Regions from separate parts of the Sus scrofa genome. Here region 1 is linked to region 2. A link is a contact called in public Hi-C data. All regions are on one chromosome and are shown on one strand. Each heading gives the region's core, a stretch centred on a gene start, on an enhancer-like site or on the middle of the called end of the contact. The rest is flanking DNA. Distances are from core to core; before and after follow the strand shown. Region 1 overlaps CCDC85A (coiled-coil domain-containing protein 85A). Region 2 overlaps LOC110260099 (a long non-coding RNA gene).

Region 1 (7,108 bases), core at 3,224-5,723, 470 kb after region 2:
TTACTTGTGGATGAAAAGAAAGAAAAGCAAGGCATGGAACTCTGTGTTCCATTCTCAGCCCTCAGCAACCAGCAGTGCCCAGAAGGGGAAGCCCCCATCAGCCAGGGCCTCCAGTACTGAGGAGGAAGAGAATTTCCTCACCACCTTATATTCATGTAGAGAGAGGAAGAAATAAGCCTCTGTAATTCTAAGCCCCTAGAATCTGGGGGGTAATGTATTCTTCATACACAACCTAATCTTCTTTCTCTCTCACCTCTTCAAACTGCCCTATTAGATAAAATATCTAAATGATAAAATATCTTCTCGCAACTTAAGCATCAACTTCCCCAGGGAAGTCTTTGGTGATGACCTTAGCTACACCCAACTCCTATATATACCCTCATAACACCAGGGATTTCTCCCTCATAGTATACATCACTAGCCTATCTGTGCCATGAGAGCAGGGGACAGGTTTGTTTCAAGTCACCATTGAAACTCTACATCCAGCACAGCATAAAGAAATTAATAAGCACTTGTGAATTGAGTCAATGTTGCTCATATTTCCATCTACAGTTTTTTACACAGCATTTAGTACAATACTTGATCTTTAACTGAATTAATCAGATGATACTGTCACACACAACAGACACTGAATAACTATCTTATCACCTCTATTCAATTGTTTTGGAGCAGGATCCACGTTTTTATCCTTGATACCGCTGCTGTCACCACCACCACAAGTACAGGGAGACAGCATCAATAACCTTGTACAGTGTCACCAAAGGGACTCCTGAGCCCCTCTGTGAGCTTGCTGAGAGTATGTTTTGAGCTACGAACAGGAGGTAAGGTATTCATCCTTTCCTATTTATCCAATTCAACAGATCTCATCATTCCTCCAAATATCAACTCTAGCTAAATCCTGTCACTAAAAGGGAAAAGACAAACTACACTTTTACATATATAATAAATACATACGGCTGTACACACACGTATTTATGTATGTGTGCACAGATGTATATGGATGTATGGATGCATATCCATGTGCCTCAAAAGTAGAGAGGAATAAGTTAGGAAATAGATGAGGAAATGAGACTCAGTCTTTTAATACCCAAATGTACCAACCTACGACTGAAAGTCACCAAAACCAATAACTGCTTGAATGAGCACAAAACTAATCACACCTGTCCTTGGTTTTTCCAACACTGTCCCAAAACTGCATTCGGCAGAGTCATTTTAGTCGAGATGGCAGATGACTTCAGGGACTGAAATTACCCTTCTTCCATTTTTCCAAGCCAGAAACCTACAAGTCATCCTTGACACCATCCTTTTCTGGCCTCAGTAGCTGATTCATCAACAAGTTGTGTTCATCTCTGCTCTGAAACATCTTTCAAATCTGCCCACTTCTCAGCATTGCTACCACCAGCTTTGACCAAGCCACCTCCTCTCCAGCTCAGAATACTGAAATAAGCTCCTAACTGGTCCCCCCTTTATTCACCCTGACCCTTCTCCAATCCAACCTCCACCTTGCATCCAGAGTGATCTCTTTGTAAAAACGAAATCTGACACTCTCCTCTCCAGATCTGCTGCTTTTAGGATGAGACACAACCCGACACAGTGGTCTACAAGACCCAGCATGGTCCAGCCTTCCCTTCCTCACCAGCCTCATCCTGTACCAGGAACTCTTTCGTCCCATCCCATGCTGGTCGTCTTTCAATTCCTCAAATGCCTCCTACTCCCTCTTGCCAGAGGACCCTCTATCTGGAAACTCCTCCATCAATCTTCATCTTACTCCTGCCCTTCTCACCCTTCAGTCTCAGCTCAAGCAAGACTTCCTCAAAGAAGCCTTCTCTGGCTTCATATGTGACCTATTCTTTAAACCAGCCCACAGTGTTAGAAGTTTCAATCATAGTTTATCCTTCAATAAGGAATAGGAACTTGAAGAGGACATGAGGCATGTGCTTCTGTGTGTTGGTAAAGTTCTGTTTCTTGATTTGGTGCTGGCTACATGGCAATGTTGAGTTTGTGAGAATTCATCAAGCTGTACACTTATAATATGTGTTCTCTCCTAAATATATATTATCCTTTAATAAAAAGCTTTTAAAAATACCCAAGGCACCCTGATCATAATGTATCTCTTCACTTATATATCAAGCCTCCGCACAGGTGCAATTTTACATCATTAGATTAACATCTAATGCTCTCCTATTAGACCATCAGCTCCACGGAAGCAGGCAGGGTTTGCTCATCATTAACCTGGCCATGCCTGGCCTGGGCAAGTACTCCAGAAACATGAAGTGATTGGCCACTGAAACTCTGGTAAATGAATCTCACAGAAAAATTTAAAAATACATCACACTGAATAACATAGCTTATGTGATGGGATAATGTCCCACTGTGGACATTCTACTCTCTCAGGGCCCTTCACATGCCCCAGTGCTCATCTGGTGTGATGACACCTGAGCTCCTCATCCTAGAAAGACCAAGACCCATGTCGTTCAGGAAGGCAGAATGAAGGATCCATAAAGACACCAAAGAAGGGAGGGAAGTGGAGGTGTCTCAATGACAAGGCCAGAAACAGCACAAAGAGTTCATGAAGGCTGAGAGGAAGCAGGGAGCTGGTGTTGATCCAGCCCTGGAGGGAGACACTTAGGGGCTGCCAGCAGCCACACATCCCTCAGGAGGCTAAACCTGGAGGAAGGTGCACCTTGATGTAAACAACGTTAAGAACAGAGAAGGAAAAAGAAACAGCAGAACCCATCGAAACTAAACAGTTATGAGAGAAATAGAGTCCAAGACTAAACAACAATCAAAGTGGCAAAGCCAACATACACAGAGGCAAATCCAGAAGAAACCTGCCAACATTCTCCCAAAGAGTAACCCTTATCTCCCACTCTTACTGGCTCACCTTTTTAAGAAAGCACAGCCACTCCTTCAGACATTAACTAAGCCCCTCATATATGACAGGCAGTGGGACACTTGGGCTTACAAACTATTTGCTACCTATGAGGAGAAAGCAGAGCCACCTCAAGGCAGAGCCGCCTCAGGGCAGGTCTAATGCACCCGTGCCCTTCATTTCCCCAAAGACTGTGAACATATCTGAGTGTTACAGGTTCCAGTGGATGCGCTTAGGGGAGGAAATGATGAGGTACACAGCACAGAAAACATCAGATGAGGACGAGTATTGGGCCAAAACCATCCAAAAAGCAAAACAAAACAACAACACACACACAAAGGGAGAGAATTAAACTGAAGTAAAAAGAGAATAAACAGGAATCAGAATAAAAAACAAAACAGGAGAGAAGGGAGGTCAGGAAGCCATATTAGAAATCTGGCAAGAAAAGAAAGGAGAAAAGATGGCATTTACACGAAGACACCTCTGCGCCTAGAATCCTGCAAATGCACTAATGTGTTCTGGTTCAACAGTCTCTCTGAAAACAACAAATGGTCACTCGATGAACAGAGACCTAATTGTTAAAATTAGCCAACTGCCTCAGTTTTTCCACATGTTCTGATATTTTTAAAAGAAGCATACATTAGCAATTTGAATCACTTAATAATCCTTCCTCTAATATATTCACTTCTCAAAATCCAGAAAAGAAATCCCTACTCCCCGGCTGCTTAGGAGACCTGGAATTCTCTGCCCTCAGGGCAAATGTCATGGTCTTAACCCTTGACTTCTCTCCCTCCTCCCTTGTTTCTTCCCTTGTTCACCTGGCTGTCACATCACCTACCCTGCCAGAAGCCCAAGGACGGCTTTTCCTTGCTTTTTCTCCCAGCCAGGTCTGAATCATCCAATTCTTAATACAGAGTGCAATATCCTCAACAGTGTTCCCAACAGAAAGCTTGCATGTTTTCTAACTTCAAACTAAGAATATTTTCCAAAGTATTCATGTACAAGCGTGGGTGCATAGAAATAATTGTAAAAAACCCACTGCAGTCTCTACACGAATTTCAGGATAGGATCCAGAGGACATTTCTATTGCTTAGAATGCTTAGAATAGCAGTCTAACTTAAAACCTGACTGTATTTTGAGGTTTCCCCAAATGAAACAAGTACCAAGCCCTTATATGAATTAATACTTGCTTCCAGATGCTTCCTGCTATCCCACAAGGCCTTGCCATGCACTGAGCTTTCGCAATAACCACACAGCTCTTGCCCGAGTGGTAGGGAAACGAAACCTATGAACACACAGATCTCAGACAAGGCCCCACCTGCCCTTCATGGATGCTGGCTGATGGCATTTACTGCCTCAAGATCCTCAAAAGCAGAGGCGATACAAAGAATGAGGCAATGAAGCCATTTAAATAAAGCTATGGCTGGGCTTGGCAATGTTACAGCAAATTAAATTTTAATGAGACACGGAAAACGCTGAACCTTTGGAAAGTTTATCAGAGGAAGGGGCATCTGAAGGACACAAATGCCCCAGGGCCTAGGCGTAGACACAGAGGGATAACTACATACCAGTGCCACTCAAGGTCAAGAATTTGCAAACTACACAGACATCCAGAAGGGGGGAGCCTAGCCCTCTGCAAATATGCTGGCTTTTACTCGGAAGGCAAAGCAAATTGATGCAAGCTTCTTCTTAAAGGCTCAGAGAAAACGGATACACAACAAGGTCAAGGGAAAGATGCTGTCTATACAAACATGACTGACCTAATGCAGCTGCTGACCAATGACCTAGTGACCTCAAAGCTGCCATGGGGTGTTTTCTGAGGTTGCTCTACTGGGAGAGGCTCTCAGATGGGTTGTGAGCAAGGCTTTTTCTGAGTGCCTGTGCAAAGTCACTCTCCCCTCCTCCACCCTGCTCTGTGCCCCAGAAAGCTGCATCACCTCAGCTTCCCTGCCTCTTAGCACTGGGCTCAGCCAATAAGGGGCCCTGGCAAGAGAAAGGAATAAAGAAAAACAGGCTTTTTCTCCCAGGCAGGCTGTGATTTTTGCAGTGGGTACATCCCTCTACCTAAGGCAGCGCTCATGTCTGGTGGCCCCCCTCTCATGGTGACGGCCACCTCTTCCCCTTGTCCCTGTAGACCTGATCTATGTGGATTGTAGCAGCAGGTTCTCCCGGCCTCTGGCTTCCCCCACAGCTGTCACCGAGCAGCATCTGCAGGATACTAGACAGAGGGAAGAGTGTGGTTCAGCTATTCATTCTCCCAGCAACTCCCTCCAGTGGCCTCTAACTCTTCCCTGAAGGTCACCACCCCTGCCTTTTTATCAAAGAAGTTCCACCTAATCTTACCAGAGCCCTGACACAGACACCCACCTGACACAATCTTTAGGACAACTACAAGAGCCGTGAGTATGGGTTTCGGGTCCAACTCCCTGGTACGAATTTTTATTTTGGCCAGTCAATATTTATATGACCTTGGACCAGGGACTTGCCCTCTCTAAAGTTCCCAGTCATGGGGATCCTAATGGAAACCAGATCAGACTGTTGTCATGACAATTAAGTCAGGCACGTGACATTGCATTTACCCCCTGCCGTTAAAAGTGATTAATAAAGGTTAGTCATCATCACCCTTATGGTTTACAGTGATGACTCCCTAGCTCTTCCCTCAGTGACTGCTACCTGCCTAAAGCTCCCACTGCTGTTATGAGCCTCTATCTTTCCAGAAGGTACTTGTTAAAATAGAAACACCTTGAAAGTATAGGGGAAATATGTGAACTTTCTGTTCAGTTTTGCTGGGAACCTGAAACTGCTCTAATACACACAGTCTATTAAATAAAAAGAGAAAAAGGAGAAATACCTCAGGGAGACATGACACTTTCAGGAGCTGTGACCACCTATTCATGTAAGCAGGGATCCACCCAGAAGGGACCAGCATATCAGGCAGGACTGAGGGTGTTGCCACAAGAGCCCTGGGATGCCAGGGCCTTTGAGCAGAAACCGAGGTGTTGAGACACAGGCAGAGAAGCAGGCACCTTCCAGGAGGTGGACAGGCACCAATGGTCCGCATCACCTGCTTCCCTGTTCTCCAAGGGAAAGTCATACTGGAGGAAGCAGCATGAGTGAACCACCCCATCGCAGCACCTCAGCAGGACACCAGAGCTGTCCTCAACCTTGAAGTCACCAAGGCTGGAGACCCAAGCAACGGAGCCCCTTCCAGAGCCAGCCAGGCCCAGAATAGACCCTTCACCCCAAATCCATCATCCTTCCTGTCAGCTGGCAGGACATTCTTCCTCCAGAGCTGATATTTCTGTGGAATATTTAGAGAGCAAAGGCATTTATCACAGTGATATATCCTGACTTCCAGAAATGGAGACGTCTAGAAACAGCCATCTGAGTAATATCACTTATATCCCCTGTCACTTTCTGAAATGATACAGGACAGAGAAAAATAAAGTTGCTGTAACTTTCTCCTGAGCAGTTAAGGCATTACTACACCTGCCATGTGCCCCTGCTCCCTGCCGGCACTGGGAGCATTTCTGAAGCCCTCTCTTTTTCCTCTCTAAAGAGCTCCTGGTACCAGCAGAACACTGGCCCCAATTCCAAGATCCTCAGATTATCCACTTGTTTACTGAATCAATGCATTCCTCCCTTCCTCCTGTGATCTAAAGGAGAGAATTAAACTGGGCAGGATTCTATAAAACTGTATTAGAAGGGAAAACACACCTCCTATCTTCAGTGTCCTTCACATCCTCTATGATGTCTATTTATTTATACTTTTAACAGTTCAGTCTTTTCCATTTCACATTTTTATCAAAGTAGAAAAGGAGACACTTATCAGTCCCCATCAAAACAAGATAATTTGGAGATACCCAAACAAAACACTTCAAATTTAAACAAGGCAGCTTCAAGGACCCTATTTCTCTCTGTGGGTGCCTATTGCATTAAAAGCCTGAATACTCTCTTCTACAGCAAAGAAAATTTTCCCAGAAATAAAGTAGTATCTTCCAAAAGAAAAGAAAAAGGGGGAGGGGACTAAATACTCTCAATGAGAAAAAGCAGGACAACACTTCAACTACTTTAAGACTGTAGAGGAACACACCAAGTGTGTGTGATCTATGCAATGCAGAAATGCGGAAGAAAAATGTAGCTTTTAATTTTCTTCCCTCCTCCTCCCAGGAACAAAAAAGTTTACCTGTCATTTTCTGTATCTATAATTCCCAGATAAGTTGTTTTTTTGTTTGT
Region 2 (7,172 bases), core at 1,765-4,264:
CATCTAAATAAAAAAAAAGAGTGCCTTGAATAAAATCTCCCCATATTAAAAAAAAAGTCTAATTTAGTCAATATGACCTATTTTTAAATTCATGTTTCCCTGAGAGAATAATCTGAAGCATGCTTTACATTACAAAAAAAATCTTTAGATTTCCTGGACTAAGCATATTTACAAGATCACAAAAAGAAGTCAAATTAAGTTAGCCTAGTTACTGTAATTCACTGGCATTTCTCATAAGGTATTCGTTTGTAAATATTGAAAAAATAAAGGTCTAGAGCAATTTTGAGCAATATTCTGAATCTATGCCTCTTTCTGCCTTAAAGGTCTCTCTTCAAGTGCTTCAGAATGGCAAAAATGGTACAGATTAGGACAAAACATTCCACATAGCTTTCCAGAAAGTCTAGATTTCCAAACTGGGGTAGAGTCAGATTTTTCACATTTGCTTACTCAGTGACACCATCTATACCACTTGTAAACTACTAAGCCAAGCACTAGGAACAGATACAAAAGAGGGGCACTGTCACTGCTTCCCAAGGCAGATGGGCTTTCCTCCAAACTAAGGTTTCCCGGACAGCCCTTTGAGACAGAGGCTCTATCAGAATCTCTTACCAACAGTGTTCTCATCTTAGATAAGGATGGGTGATCATGTCATCTGTTCTTGATCCTAGTTGTCCAGACCTTGGCTGGAAGAGCTTAAAGTTATTTTTCTGTAAAATATCCTTAAAAAAGTTTCTTCCCCTCAGTTTCCTTATGCTTCCTGCATTCTCTTTTCATATACCCTGGGTCAGATTTCCCTCTCTTGTCATTTAATATTTTTGAAAGAATATTTAAAGCCATTGATCAAAATGTTCCTCAAAAATACTTAACATTCCTACATTAAAGTCTTTATATGAGCTGCTTGGCAAAATCTTACTTCATCTGTAACCTGCTGGTGACTATTTTAAAAATGTTATGAGACTGTCTTTTTTTATTGAAGTATAGTTAATTAACAATTATGTGTTAGTTTCAAGTGTACAACAAAGCAATTCAGTTGTACATATGTTTTCTTTTTCAGATTCTTTTCCATTATAGGTTACGACAAGATATTGAGTAGAGTTCCCTGTGCTATGTAGTTCCTTGTTGTTTATTTAATTTATACATTGTACTGTGTATATGTTAATTCCAAACTCCTAATCCTCCCCACCATACTCTTTGGTAACCATGCATTTGTTTTTGTTTTTTTTTCCATGTAAATAAATTCTGCTTTGTAAATAAGTTCATTCGTATCATTTTTTTAGATTCCACATATAAGGGATATCATATGATACTTGTCTTTCTTTGATTTACTTCACTTATTATGATAATCTCTAGGTCCATCCAAATTGGTGCTAGAACTTTAAAATTTACACTTCATAGTAACTGCCCAGTCTCCTATTCTATTTTACTGTTCTGAATAGTCTTAAAATGTCCCTTGTTTGTCTTTTGGAAGGTCCCACTATGAGAACATTGTCTGCCTCACTTGCTTATCCCTATATCCACTAGAACAGTGCCTGTCACTACATGGGATGTTCAATAAATATCTATTAGATAGAAACATATATTATTGCAGAAATAATCCCCACTGCAATCCGCTGAAGTAATATACCCTTACAATTCATTGAAGGAACCCTATTTTGACTTCGTTTTGGTCACAATTCAGGCTATGTCTTGTGGTTGGCAAGCAGTGAAACAACAAATATGTCACAAGGTAGCTGGCATTTTGCCATTGCGAGCATAAGCATTTGCTCAGTCTTCAGAGACAGAACAATTTTCTTATGGACGGCATGTAACTTTAAGAAAGACTGTCAACTTGATTACTGGAAAGTGTCCCCTCAACTGAAAATAACATCACAGCATAAAATCCTACCCCTGCAGCTGAAATGGCCTGGATGTTTCCTCATCAGCAGCTGATGCCAGACAACCTTTCACTCACTGGACAGGCAGCCAGCTGGGGGAAGCCACAATTTCTGTCAAAAATCATTTAAAATGTGACAGATAAGAGGATTACATATTCTACCTGACAAAGGGGAGGGGATTCAACCACATTCCTGGATTACCTGGAAAGGTTTTCAAATTTTGCAGATTTGAATGGAGAAGCAATTAGAGATGCATAGATTCCAAAGCAGAAAAAAAAAGAGGGGGATGGAGAGCAGTTGAGAGCACCTTTATGAAAATCCTTTTATCTATACCTCTTCTGGCTTCCCAGGCGTCCTGCCAGTTCGGGGTGATCACATCAATATTTATGGCACACCACACCAGGGGGCCCATGTTTCCCAGCAGGGGCGATTAATATGTGATATCAACATCTATGACAAGACACATTTTATTTCTGTCAACAAACAAAAGAGGTTTCTACTTTTTCTGTCAGCTGAATACCCAAGCCTTTTATTTTGCACAATAAACCATCTACAGCTAGAGCTGAAAGATAGATGTTGAACGGCAGTCAATTCTTTAAATAGATTTCTTCAACTGGCAGGTGGCCTCTCTGCCGTCCATATCAAATATGAGGAATTCTACTTTTGGTAGGGGATAAGCAAGTCTGATGGGAGGGATCCAAGAGAAGATTTGCCTGCTAGGGTTTTCATAGCATGTATTTAGCACAGTGTTGTATACAGTGGGGAAAATGGCAGGGTTTCTGTCTTTAAGGAACTTTCAAATCAGCCTAGTACATATGACAGTAGAAATGTGGCACAATTTGTCTTTAAACAGTACTGTCTTTTTAAGATATTGAGGTGCTATACAAGTGTTAATTTCTAGAGATATGATGAGTTATTTAAATGCACCCATGTGGATCCCACTTATAAGAAGAAGAGCTTTTGTAAATTTTCCCTTAAAACATAGAAAACCGGGACTAGTTCTCAGACAAGTGAGGAGCATGGTTTTATTTTTTGTAATGTGAGAATGAGGTCACTAAAGAACAGTAAGGGCATGACCCCGTGCTGCAGATAATGACTCTGAGTGATGCCAAATGTTTTCTCTGGAAAACTGAACAGCTGAGCAGAAGTAATGGCTATGATGCTCCAAGTCATGCTAGCTCAGCCCACTTGAGACCCATGTCCACTATGTCTAGAAGTGAATATGCTTGAGTGCTTCATGGTCCATTGGACTCTCTGTAACACATCCTTGGTATCTACTAAGTTTTAAAGAAGAAATATATCCATTGGAGCTGTAAACATCATTAAAATATTCATGGAGTTAATAGGACAGCTGGTTGCTGACACATTTATCAGTCTTAAAGTGACTTCTTAGTAAAATGGTGAACTATTACCCACCATACAATTTCTGAAATTTTATTAGAAAATGATGAAGCGTAGGATACTAGTATATTTTTAAAGAGTATATTATGTTCTCTGTGTTTTACATGTTATATAATTGAATTATCATAGTCATTTCATTAGGTAATTTTTTTTCCTTGCCCATTTTAGATATGAAGAAACAAAATATAAGAGTAAGAAATCTGTCCAAGATTTCATGAATAGGAGTTCCCATTATGGCTCAGTGGGATAAGGACACAGTGTCGTCTCTATGAAGAGGCTGGTTTGATTCTTGGCCTTGCTAAATGGGTTAAGAACCCAATGTTGCTGAAAGCTGTGGCCTAGGTCACAGAGGCAGCTCAGATCTGGTGTTCCTGTGGCTATGGCATAGGCTGGCAGCTGCAGCTCCAATTCGATCCCTAGCCCGGGAACTTCCAGTATGCCCCAGCTGAAAAAAAGAAAAGATCTCACAAATAGTAAACGATGTTGCAGAGATGTGAAAGAGGTTTCCCTGACTCTGAAGGCTTTTTATCTTTCATAGAGCAGATTAGTATCCCAAAGAACAAGATTATGCTATCCAATAATTTATTCTGAGCATCTCCTATTTTCTCAGCATTATCCTATGTGCTCTGGGAGATACAGTGCCTTAACGATGTTTGACTTTGCCTTCAGATGTTCACAGTCTTAAGAGACAAGGCAAATAAACATGAATAAACCAATTAGAGGATAATTCAAAAGGAAGTAATTAAGTGCTAATAAAATGAAACCAAGTGCCAGCCTTGTATCACATACAGAGCCCTAGATTTGAAATCAGAAACACAGAATTTAAGCACAGTTCTGTCACTTATTTCTGTATGTCATTAAGCAAATTACTTACCTTTGATCTCCTCACAGGATAATATTCTCTGTCATGGGAATATGTCTTTTGTCTTTATTGGACTCATATTGGAGTCCCATGAAATCTGTGTATGAAAACAGAAAGAAGTATTTCACTCAAATATCTCTTTCAAAATAAGAGTGCAGGCAGTACTGTCTGAGTTGCCTCTGAGAGACGATAACACTAAAGACAAACCTGGAGCAAAGCATGCTTCTCACACAGCCTTCGCACCAGGGGAGTTCTCGCATTTCCTAAGAGGAACAGCAGTAAAGGCCCTAGTGCCAAAGAGGCAGTGGCAGAGCAGCTGGCAGGAGGGAGCAGTAGTGCCAGGGAAGCTGGTGAGAGGCTGCGGTGCCCAGCACAATTCGTGCAGAGAAGAGGCAGCAGGTGGCAAGGAGTTATCAATCCTAAACCTCTGCAGGGCTGGGGACAAGAGAAGTAATGGAGTCAATGTAACAGCTACCTAAATATTTAAAAGTTATAAATAGAGCTACTGGACTGACAAATAAAATCTCTTCATATGACCTTCACTTGACAGCACTGGGAGCTATTGGTCACCCCTGGATAGGGGCCTGCAGCTCACACCCTTCTACTTCTTGACAGGCTGTCTAGCCCTGCAGGTGGCCTTTCAGATATAATGTGGGCACCCCAGCCCCAAAGTGTCCAAGCTCCTTCTATAACCCCACAGAGAGTTCTGCTTAGACTCAGGCCTATGGTTGTGCTTTGTGATGTGATCTACCCTCAGGAGGAAAGAATTGGGTAGGTGAGAATTGACAGAAGGGTGTTGCTTCTACAGCAGGCAGAATCCTGAAGGGAGGTTAAATTATGACTGCAAAAAGAGAGCTAGCTCCTTGCAGAAATCCTTTCAGAACTAAAAGGAAAGTTAAAAGTCATTAGAGATAAACATTAATTATGTCATGGTTTGTTATAGCTTTGGCACTTGGCATAGATATTTTCCAAGAATCGACTCCTACGAAATCCCTCCCATCCAGTCAAAAACTAATTATATCCCCAGCATCTAACTCCAGCCATGATATATAACATGACAAATAAGCATTTGTTAAATAAATGCATAGAGAGAAAACTATGTGCCAGAGCTGAAAGCCATTGAATCCAGAAAGAACTCTTTTAATTAAATGAGAATAAATAAGTGAACACATAAAATATTATCCAAAGGAAAATCAGGGTATTGTCACTACCACTACTGTATTGTGAGTGAGCAAATAAATAAGCTCAAGTCAAAAATCAAACTTCTGCATGGGTCAAGCCAGAAATTCAAAACTAAATTAAAAATATAAATTGTCTTAGTTGCCCATGGAATTTGGGATCAGTTCTTTGAGTAACAGTTTTCTGAGGTCATTGTCCTCTGTAAGCACAGGCAAAGCCCAAGGAACACTACACACAAGGTCTTGATTAGATTTTTCCAACACTGAGACAACGCACAATAAATAGTATGAAATTTTATCTGAATTATGTGAATCTATAAGTGTTACAGTCAGTCTATTTATTAGACTTACTATTTTTTTCCATCCATAAGAGGATGAAACCTCTACATTTGATAAATCTAAGCAATCTTTTCTTTTATCACATTAAAAAAAAGATAAAATGGAACCAGGTTTCTCTTTCTTTTATATATTAAAAAGAATCCCAAGTATCTCTCTCAGGAACTTATTCTTACTTATCTGGGAAAGAATTCATGTAAAAAGGACTCCGAAAAAAAAATGGAACAGGGAACTTACACAATTTTAACAAGTTGTTCTCTCAACTAAGTGTTTCTCCTTGGCAGCCTCTGAGTGTGGAAACAGATAGTCTTTGTGCCTATATCAGTTTTAAGATAAAATTTTATTGATTTTCACTAGGATTTCAAACAAGACACTTAGGGAGATCAAGGGGTTCTTTCATATCCCACAGTGACTTCTCTTGGAAATGTTCTTTGCCATCAATGATACTGATTTTGGAAAGCCATGGAGAAGGATGATGAAGTTCTCAGAAAAAAAGAACAAAAGGGGTAATTCCCTTGCCCCCTTCTTTCTGTTCAAAATAAACCACCCTTCCTTTAGTCCTATAAGAGTTCCTGCTATATAAATACTGCTTGAAATGGTAGCTTGTTCCATCTTGAATAATTTTCACCCATTCTACTGTTCATGGGTAGTAGAAAAGTACTTGGCTTTCTACTAAAAAAAAAAGTTTAGTCTTACATTGTACTTTCCATTCCATATTGAAATAAAATTGAATTAATAGTGGATGCTAATTGACCAAGGACTTCTCAATTTATCTTCTCCCACTTCTTCACTATCCATGTAAAAACTTGTTATTTCCATTAGTTACCACTAGATGGAGATACAAATTTTGAAGTGCTTAATAAATGTCCCTGTTTGCATTTACTGAAGGGTAACTAGAAAATAATATATATGATTGTTGTAGTCTTATATGTCTATAAATCCTACTGAGTTGGGTAATGTTGAATCCATACTGTTTCAACTCATGTTAAGGAAAATTATATATGTATGTATATATACATATGAATAATGACATCTAGGACATGTACATTTTTATATTCTGTAATATAGGCATACATTGAAAGGTGAAAAATGAAATAAAGTTCTCTGGTTTTGCCATAGTCAGAGAAAATTCACTGCATATTACTTTATGTGGAATGCCTTCAATACTTGACAAAATGAACAATGTTAGTTGAAATTGAGACAGAGAAAAGGGACATACAGACACAAAAGTAGATGCTGCTTATATCCACAGCCAAGTGTTTCCTTTCTGTTCCTTTCTGTGCTTAATACAGGGTCTTCATGTTCTCTTGCCCTCTTCTCCTTGTAGAAATCTACTTTCAAAATGTATCTCGCAATTTTCTTCAAACTGAAATGTCAATGACCAACAACGTCCTATGTGTTACCTCACACAGGGAGACTGTTTTTAAACAGGGGCTATAATACTAAGCTTTGGTTAAGTCTTTAGGAAAAGAATTCCAAATATTAGCAAATTAATAGACAGGACCTAAATAGTTTTCTCTT

What was found. A called contact is a pair of places that touch in the nucleus more often than the background predicts.
Region 1: a contact with region 2 is called in a Hi-C map of heart right ventricle, with 1.9 times the contacts expected there. The contact joins two enhancer-like sites. A contact is called at or near these places in 2 of 47 Hi-C or Micro-C datasets (fetal heart ventricle and heart right ventricle) and 1 of 2 datasets of contacts at active chromatin or transcription factors (skeletal muscle).

The regions. Positions count from the first base shown.
Region 1 is chr3:85,087,293-85,094,400 of Sscrofa11.1, forward strand. The region is part of intron 16 of CCDC85A (coiled-coil domain-containing protein 85A); the gene reads right to left. Among named protein-coding and RNA genes, the nearest start is that of MIR216-1, 240 kb to the right of the region's middle. Within about 2 kb of position 4,474, at least 5 of the 83 cell types and tissues checked have an H3K27ac peak or open chromatin away from gene starts, as enhancers often do.
Region 2 is chr3:84,618,572-84,625,743 of Sscrofa11.1, forward strand. It overlaps LOC110260099 (a long non-coding RNA gene), which reads right to left. Exons shown (of 3, transcript XR_002342943.1): 2 at 4,150-4,234. Among named protein-coding and RNA genes, the nearest start is that of MIR216-1, 710 kb to the right of the region's middle. Within about 2 kb of position 3,015, at least 3 of the 83 cell types and tissues checked have an H3K27ac peak or open chromatin away from gene starts, as enhancers often do.